Linked DNA regions of Ovis aries: region 2 is linked to region 1. The links are chromatin contacts, called in public Hi-C maps. All regions are on one chromosome and are shown on one strand. The core of a region is the stretch at or near the end of the contact, and the rest is flanking DNA. Distances in the headings are between cores, read along the strand shown. Region 1 overlaps LAMB1 (laminin subunit beta 1). Region 2 holds the start of LAMB1 (laminin subunit beta 1).

Evidence for each region. A called contact is a pair of places that touch in the nucleus more often than the background predicts.
Region 2: a contact with region 1 is called in a Hi-C map of mixed tissues, with 2.6 times the contacts expected there. The contact joins the promoter of LAMB1 here to the enhancer-like site in region 1. A contact is called at or near these places in 2 of 16 Hi-C or Micro-C datasets (mixed tissues and tail adipose tissue).

What each region holds. Positions count from the first base shown.
Region 1 is chr4:50,506,314-50,510,606 of ARS-UI_Ramb_v3.0, forward strand. LAMB1 (laminin subunit beta 1) reads right to left here. Exons shown (of 34, transcript XM_042248535.2): 21 at 4,251-4,293; 22 at 2,813-3,037; 23 at 1,088-1,302; 24 at 267-363. Among named protein-coding and RNA genes, the nearest start is that of LAMB1, 49 kb to the right of the region's middle. Within about 2 kb of position 1,703, at least 3 of the 54 cell types and tissues checked have an H3K27ac peak or open chromatin away from gene starts, as enhancers often do.
Region 2 is chr4:50,554,993-50,558,750 of ARS-UI_Ramb_v3.0, forward strand. LAMB1 (laminin subunit beta 1) reads right to left here and starts at 2,096. Exons shown (of 34, transcript XM_042248535.2): 1 at 2,025-2,096; 2 at 1,828-1,929; 3 at 635-810. The coding sequence starts at 1,864.

The DNA.
Region 1 (4,293 bases), core at 453-2,952:
TGGGGTGTGTATGTATGCTTGTCTGTGCTGAGGCAGACAAACCTCTGCCCTGGGGAGCAAAGCCAGCCGTCAGCAGGTCCGCTTTTACCACCTCCATGTCTCCAGGGCTAGACAGGCTCCGGGGTTTGTGGTTGTCAGACAATGAGCTTGCACTTCTTTTGTAATCCAGCCTAGTTCTTATAGACAAGTTCATTTGTGCAGTACCGGACAGAAAGCTCCCACAAACACCTGGCCCATCTGTGCGCGAGTCCTGCGCCCACGCTCACCTCGGCACTCCACGCTGGGGTCCCCCCAGAAGAGCTCCTGGCACTCGCTGCAGGTGCGGCCTCCGAAGCCAGGCATGCAGTGGCACTGCCCTGTGAACTGAGGCCAAAGACAGATCAGCTGTCAGATCAGCTGCAAGGCCGGGAGACCTAACGGCCTGCCCGAGAAGACCTTGCACCCGACCTGACCGAGAACAGGGAACCTCACCCCGATCGCGGGTGCTAAGGGCCCCAGGCTGGCATCTCCTAACCGCTCCTCTGTAAGTGGGGCTGGGAAGGCCCAGAGCATGTTCCCTTTTGTGGACATGTTTCCTCACTCGCATCCTCATACGTCACTCGCAAGCCTGGACCACTTGTGGCTGTGTGTGACACACCGTTCTGTGTGTGTCAGGGAATAGGAGAACTTTCTACAATGTTGGCTATTGTGATGTGGCCCATTTCAGGCTGTGTGGCTAAGAAAAAAAAGTCTGATTCAGCAGCCAGGTATTGGAAAAAATGCACCCCCCTCCCGGCCCCCCAGTCCGTTTGAAAGCGAGCTGCCCGGCCCCTGCTCCCGCTGCTGGGGTCCTAGGCTGCTGTGCCCCAGTGGTATCCAGTGGGGACTCTATGCACATTACTTTACGTTGTCCCAGCCCACGGGGGCAAGTGAGGGCAGATATCCAGTCTGTGCTGTGTGGGCCAAGCTGTGTGTCCTGGTGCAAGGCTGTAACCACAAGGAGGGGTGCCTTTCTCTAACTGGGGCCCAGCCACCGAAGAGCTGTCATGTGGACCCAAAGTCCTCTTTCCTTATGCTATGATGGCTGCCCTGGGGGACAGTGCCTCACCTCATTACAGGACGGCCCGAAGGAATGAGCAGCATTGCAGCTGCAGGGGTCGCACCCCGTCCCACTGGCCAGTTGCCAGGTGTTGGGCGCACAGCGGTCACAGTTCTGGCCGATCACGTTCGGGAGGCAGAGGCACTGCCCGGTGGTTTTGTCGCACTGGCAATCAGAACCGTTACAGTGCTCTTGCACCGTGCCCAGGTAATTGCAGGCACACTCTGAAAAAGAACAACCTGGTCAGATGCACTTACAAAGGCCCACTCAGAAAATACACAGATAGTGCGGAAGTCAGCTACATCAAACAACGACCATTTCTCTCCCTAGATTTCAACCTGGGAATGCAAACAAGAAGAGAAAGGAATGGAGGGGATTAAAAAAAAAAATTCTAAACCTGTGGTTCTTCATCTTATGATGTTCCACACAGCTCTGACATTTCCCAGGCAGACATGCAAAATGGCTGGCATGTATTTTCAAAAATACTTGATTTAATAAGTGGCTGGTGAATCATTGTAAGATTGAGGATTTTACTGGAAATAAAAACCAGGCTGTGGGAGCAGAGATACCTAATGATTTCAAACTCTTGGCAGGAAACAGCAGTCACGGCTGTGTGAGCCATGGCAGGTACAGCCCTTTAAACTAGGAAGGCTTGAAGAAATCCAGCCCTGCTGCTCCTCAACATTCCGCACGTGTTTGTATCAACAAAGACAGGGCCTGGGGGCCGTGCAGGCACAGCAGGAAATGCTGACTGATCTCGCGATAAGAGAGAAATAACGAGTTCTGAAAGAGATACTTCAGGGATGTTACTTCTTTCTTTTCCTTAAGCTGGAAGGCTCTATCCATCACTGACAAAAGGGTAGACCAAAGTGTGTATTTAGGATGCAGTTATCAACAAGTCCATGGCAGAGCATAAACTCAATCCACTCTAGACCTATGCAGAGTGTGTCTGCGGCTTCCTCCCTCGGGCCTGGTGTGGAGGGCAGTGCAGGTCTGGGGCAGTGAGGAGCTCTGCGCCTGCTGTTGGGCCAGTCCAGAGGCTGCCCGGCCACCCTGGTCGGAGGCATGTGGCGCTGGCTGCTGGTGAGCACAAAGGCATATCCAGCCTCAGATAGCTGAGCTGCTTAGTTACCTAAGAAAATCGACCTGCATATGTCAGACGTTTATGCAATGCAAGGATGCACTGTGCTTATTTTAACAAAACTGTTTTCAATTTTTAAAAAATCAGTTCACTCTATCGATGGCATTTATCATGGGGACAGTGGTACAGCTTATGGTTCCTTCTCAGGTGCTGAGCCACAGCTCAACACTTCAGGGCCAGGAACGCGGCTGTTAAAAAAAAAATCATCCTTAACTTTCTCTTGTGCCTAATGAAATTTTCTCTTTCTGAAGAAGTGTTTTACCTGATGAGATAATGGGCTTCCCTGGTAGCTCAGTCAGTAAAGAATCTGCCTGCAGTGCAGGAGACAATGGGTTTGATCCCTAGGTCGGGAAGATCCCCTGGAGAAGGGAATGGCAAACCCATTCCAGTATTCTTGCCTGGAGAATTCCATAGACAGAGGAGCCTGGTGGGCTACAGTCCAAGGGGTCACAAAGAGTCAGACATGAATTGAACGACTAACACAGATGAGATAAATCCCCTAAGAATAAAATCCCCCAAGAAGGAGGTAGGGGAGGAGGAACAGGAGGGTGGAAGTCATTCTAAGGATGGGGCAGAGGGCGTGTGCATCTTACTGCGGCAGTCCTGGCGGAGCGCGTCGCCATAGTATCCAAACCGGCAGAGCTGGCAGCGCTCCCCCTCCGTATGGTACAGGCACTTGAGGCACCTCCCCGTCTCCTTGTCGCAGGCTTCCGGGTCCGCTGTGTCGATGTTGTGGTGGCACTGGCAGGGCTGACATGTCCCCCCCACAGCTGAGGGATTGCCAAAGAAGCCTGAGGCACACTCGTCACATCTGGAGCCTGTTGTCCAATAAAACCAGCATGGGGCCTTTGGCTTGCTGACTGCAAGATCTGGTTCCCTGACATTCCTGCCAACCAGAGAGCCCACCCAGGTGGTGCCTGGATCCCCAGGGCGCTAGTTACGGGGCCAAGGCTGGCCACGCTTTCAGGGAACGGGCTGTCAGTCGTGAAAGGCAGCAGGCTCTTTGCAGTGGTGGTGCTTCAGCCTTGGCTCTGCGGTCATGGTCGGGGAGGGACAGTTAGGAGAGTTCCGACCCATGGACTCAGCTCCTCATTACACAGGGATGGACAGATCAGGAGCGAAATAATGGTTTCACAGCAAAAAGCTTAGCTTGATGTTAAATCTTAACCCAAGGATTATATTCCTTGAAAAACTCTGGCTCCTCTCTGAGCAACCTGAAAAATGGGGCCCTTTGTGACGACCAATTTCCCTTCTTAAGAGATTTCGAAGAGTAAACAAGTTCCTACTGTATAGCACAGGGAACTATATTCAGTAGCCTGGGATAAACCACATGGAAAAGAACAGGAAAACGGATAAATATATGTGTAACTGAGTCACTTTGTTGCACAGTGGAAATAAACAACATTGTAAATCAACTATACTTCAGTAAATTTTAAAAAATCCTAAAAAGTGCAAATTGGCTGAGCTGTGTGTAAGCATAAGGAGTATCTGAAACAGTGGCATCAAGGATGAAATAAAGGGAGTCTGTATGTACAACTTGCTACACTCCATGAATGCTGGCCGATAATGTGAGTACAGCAAGTAATAATACTTTTAGCTTTGATCAATTCTGTTGTCTGGGACTCGTACATGGTATTCTTTTCTTCATTCTCCCCACTATTTGGCTACTTTAGTTTTTGAGACTCTCCTACTAGGCGTTGGATAAGGAAAGGAAGAAGTGAAATATAAATTAATCTTTCTGCTGGTTAGGAACAGAACTGGTTAAGAACATTAGACTTTACACGGACTTTAAATGAACTTGTTATTGTGCTCTGTATTATAACATTTTTATCAGAGACATGAGAATCAAGACTATCCCACATACCAAACAGGAAAAGCACATCTTTTACATTTCAGATTCCCTTCACTTTTAAATAAAGATTTTTTTAAAAACAAGCAATTAAATTGGCTCACTCTTCAGCTTTTCTTCTTTCTTAACCACTAACCTCATGAAGACACATCTTTTCCTCTGAAAGTCTGCACCTCACTTACCAATGTATCCAGGATTACAGACACAGGCAAGCTGTAAGGAAAC
Region 2 (3,758 bases), core at 846-3,345, 49 kb after region 1:
ATCTACGATCTGGATCCACTTTTAGAAACAGAAAACACTCTGAAATTTCATTTTGGTCCTCCTCTATCAGGGTACCATGGCAACCAGGGCATTTTGAAAAAGCAAGCATCTGATCCTGATGGTTAATGGAGGTGGATGGGAGCAGCACCAAATGAGGAGAGAAAAACATTGGAGTGCTTTTCTCCATGATTAGAGTGACCTTGCAAGGTATTTGTTAGGGCTGGAATACCCTTTATCCAAGTGAAAGACTTGGGGAAAACCCAAGATCACCACTCAGTATATAAAAAACAAAGAGGACAAACCACCTTTTACACACATTTTCCAAAAGGGAAAGATTGAAAAACAAAATTAAAAACAAAAAACGGGCTTTTGGAGACCCTGGGTCAAGGCTTGCGCACGTGCCCCAAGATCTGTCTGCAGCTCTGCCTTTCTGTACAGTGGTGGCAGGAAATGTTTGGCGGATGCAACTGTGCAAACTGAGATGAGGCAAAGGGGTGAGCTACCAGCCTGATCCCGGGACTCCCTGACTGCTGAGCTTCCTATCTGGATAGCTGGCAGGATACGGGGTCCCCCAGGCCTTCCCCTTCGGTGGGGACTGGAAGACGTGTGCGGGGAGCCATCTCTCTGCCCTCACCTGGAGGTGGCTGACGATACAGTAAGGCTCGGGTTTGTGCAGCCCGCAGGTCGAGGTCACCGAGAGCTTCTGCGCTCGGCCGATGAGAAGGTCGCCTGTGGCCGGGTAACAGCTGCCCTCCGCGCAGCCGTAGCTGAAATCGGGTTCTTGAGCGCTCACTCCAACTCCGCACAGGGCTGTGGAAGGCGCCGACGGACAGCGTAGGGCACAAGCAGGGAGCGGGCCCAGGCAAAGAGAATAAGCAGGGGGCGGAGACAGAGTAGATTGGGGGAAAAAAAGCAAGATACACAGGAAAGAGACACAATGGAGTGAGGCCGGGAAGGCAGAACGTGGAGAGGAGGATTCAGAAAGAAACAGATACAGCAGGTTTGTCCAGTAACTCAAAGCATCACTCCTAGGAAGCCCACCTACCCTCGCGCCCACCCCGATCAGCCCTGGGAAGCAGCTTCGAGGTTCCTGGACTCGGGCGCAGGGAGGCAGGCGGGCAAACGCCGCACACCCACTTGTAGGTGAACTCGCACGCACACGGTAGCCGGTGCATCCTTGGGAGACAGTGCAAGTGTGTGCGTGGAAATTTGTAAGCGTGTGGACGCGTGAATGTGTGTCCACAGACTCGGAGGTCGCCTACGCTTCGCCGGGGACGGGGGATCATGGGGTTCGCGGGGGACACCACTGTCCCGAACAAGGGGCGAGTGGTCAATCCCTGAGGCTTTGGACTGGCTTCAGCGATTCGTCATTCCAGGGAAGCTCCCGATCTAGCTGTTTCTGGCGCCATCCGGGGGCAAACAGCGATGGTTAATTAAAGCCACATGGCCCCAATTTGTCCCCAGGATGAAGCCTGCACTCAGCTCAGGCACTATCCCGGACAGGCTTCTGAGGAGCCTTCGCAGCTAGCCCACTACCCCATGAAGCCTGACCCCAGAGATGGAGAGACCCGCCGAAAAAGGGCCGGAGACGCAAAGCCCAGAGCGGGAGCTGCGGGAGCACCCGGAGCTCTGGGCACAAACACCCCAGGATGCAGTCCCCGGCCACCACCGAGGGCGCTGGCGATTAATCCCAACGCAGATTTCTATCAAGTCCCTCTCCCCACAGGCTTCCCCCAAAGCTGACTCCAGCGGTTTGGCTTATTCTTCCTGCAAGTCCAAGCCCACCCCTTCACACACACACCCCGTGCCCCCTTTCCTCCGAGTTACCTAAGAAACTGAACGCGAACACCTGGAGCCGCCCCATGTCCGTCCCCGCAGCCCAGGGGACACGGCCACCGAGCCGCCGGCTGTTTTTCCCAGTCTTCTTTTCTAGAGAGGTGGAGAGAAAAAAGGCAAATATTCAGAGAAGAGGGGGCCCTCGCATTTCCTGCCGCTCCCACGGAAGCGAAGGGTGGGAGGGTAACCTCGCGCCGCCACTGTGTCCTGCTCACCCGGCGGGACGAGCGCTCTGCCGGCGCCTGGCAGCCCCCGAGCCCAAAGAAGGGAATTAGAAAGTTTCGCCCTGGGAGGAACCGAGGGAGGCGCCTCTGCTCATGCGCACACCGGCAGTCAGGGCGGAGGGGGCCGGGCGGCCCGGCTTGGAGGGGAGGGGGTGAGGTTCAGGTCCCACCCTCCCCCCGCGCCTCCTTTGTTTTAAGGCTGCATCTGCGGATGCGATGGGGAAGTACCTCTTCCAGTTCCGTGCGGGGCTGCTAGGAGACCACCGGGTGCGCGTCCTGAGCCGTGCGCTGGGGTGCCCGAGGCGTTCGGGCGGGTCTGGGAGGTAGGTGTTCAGATTGCCTGGCGGGCGAGGGGGCTGGTCAGGACCTACCGCTCGCTCCTGCATTTACATTTATAAGGAGTGAGTCACGAAGAGGTGCCCAAGGCTGTAAACTCTAGCGCTAGGCGTGGGCTGGTTAACCCTTTAGAAAGAGGGTCACCTGGCAGGTTGCTGCCGAGAAAGCGGGGAAGCCCCCTGTACTGCTGAATCCGGACTCGGCGCCACCTCGGATGTCTTCATTCCAAGGAAGCAAAGTGCTCTTCGCTCCGCTGCCTTTGCGCACCAGCTCAGGACCTGCCGGGGAAGGGGCGGGGTGGGGGGGGGGCGGGGGGGGGCGGACTGCCACCCAGGTAGCCACAGCATTGAATTACCCATCTAATTTTTTTTTTTAATCGACTTTTAAATCCAAATCCAGATGTCAGGTGCGAATTCAGGTAACTTCTCCAACAACGATATAGGTTAGTTTATTGAACTTTTCTCCATCTCACCGTGAAAGGAAGTCTCTCAAGAGACGCACTTAACAATCTCCACAAAAGCACAACTTCGCAGATTCTTGGGAGGAATAACGTGGCGTACAAATGGTGGGGTGGAAGAGAGGGCCTCTGATGTCGGGTCTCTAGCAGCCCTGAATGTGACCTGTCTGGTTAAATAAGGCGTAAATACACGCTCACCCAGCTCCTGGGAGTTGGGGCCGGGGGGGGGGGGGGGGGGGGGGGGGGGGGGGGGGGGAGTGGACAGAAGCCGTTGGTGTCATTTTGTACCCCCCTTTTGGTAAACTGTCCCAGTTCTGCTGCCTTAGCAATGGCTGGAATCAAAGCTTGAGGTTTCTTTAGTCCTCTGGGCAAAAGTGCCCCCTGATATGAGGGGAGTATGTTAGTTGTTAGTCCAGTCAGGAGATTTTACTTTCTAATTAATCACCCTGGCAGAACGGTTTAAGTGCTCAGTTGGTCAGCTTTTAACTTGGTTGAAATGAAATAGGGCCCCGGGAAGTTTAATCATTAGACCATAGAGTAAGTTGCTTTGTGAGTTTATCTACATCCTTTTCCACTGAGGGCCAGGGGCGGGGGTGGGGTGGGGATGGGGGGAGCCTTAGGTTGTGGTGATACATTAATTATTCACCAAATCAGCACTTTGCCCTGCCTGTAGCCTCTGGAGATTTCTGCCTCTACCTGATGCTCAGGATCCCTGGTGCTTTCTGGGCAGCCCTGAGCACCCAGAAAGCTAGCGTTCTTGTGAAGGTCTAATATTGTGATGGAGGGTCTTCAGAACTTAAAAAGATTCACAGGTAAATGCCTTCTCCCTTTGTGGAACTTTGGATACCCTGGGCCAAAGTTGCTTTTTAGCTTTTCCTCCATAGAAACTGCAGGCATCTCTGGTT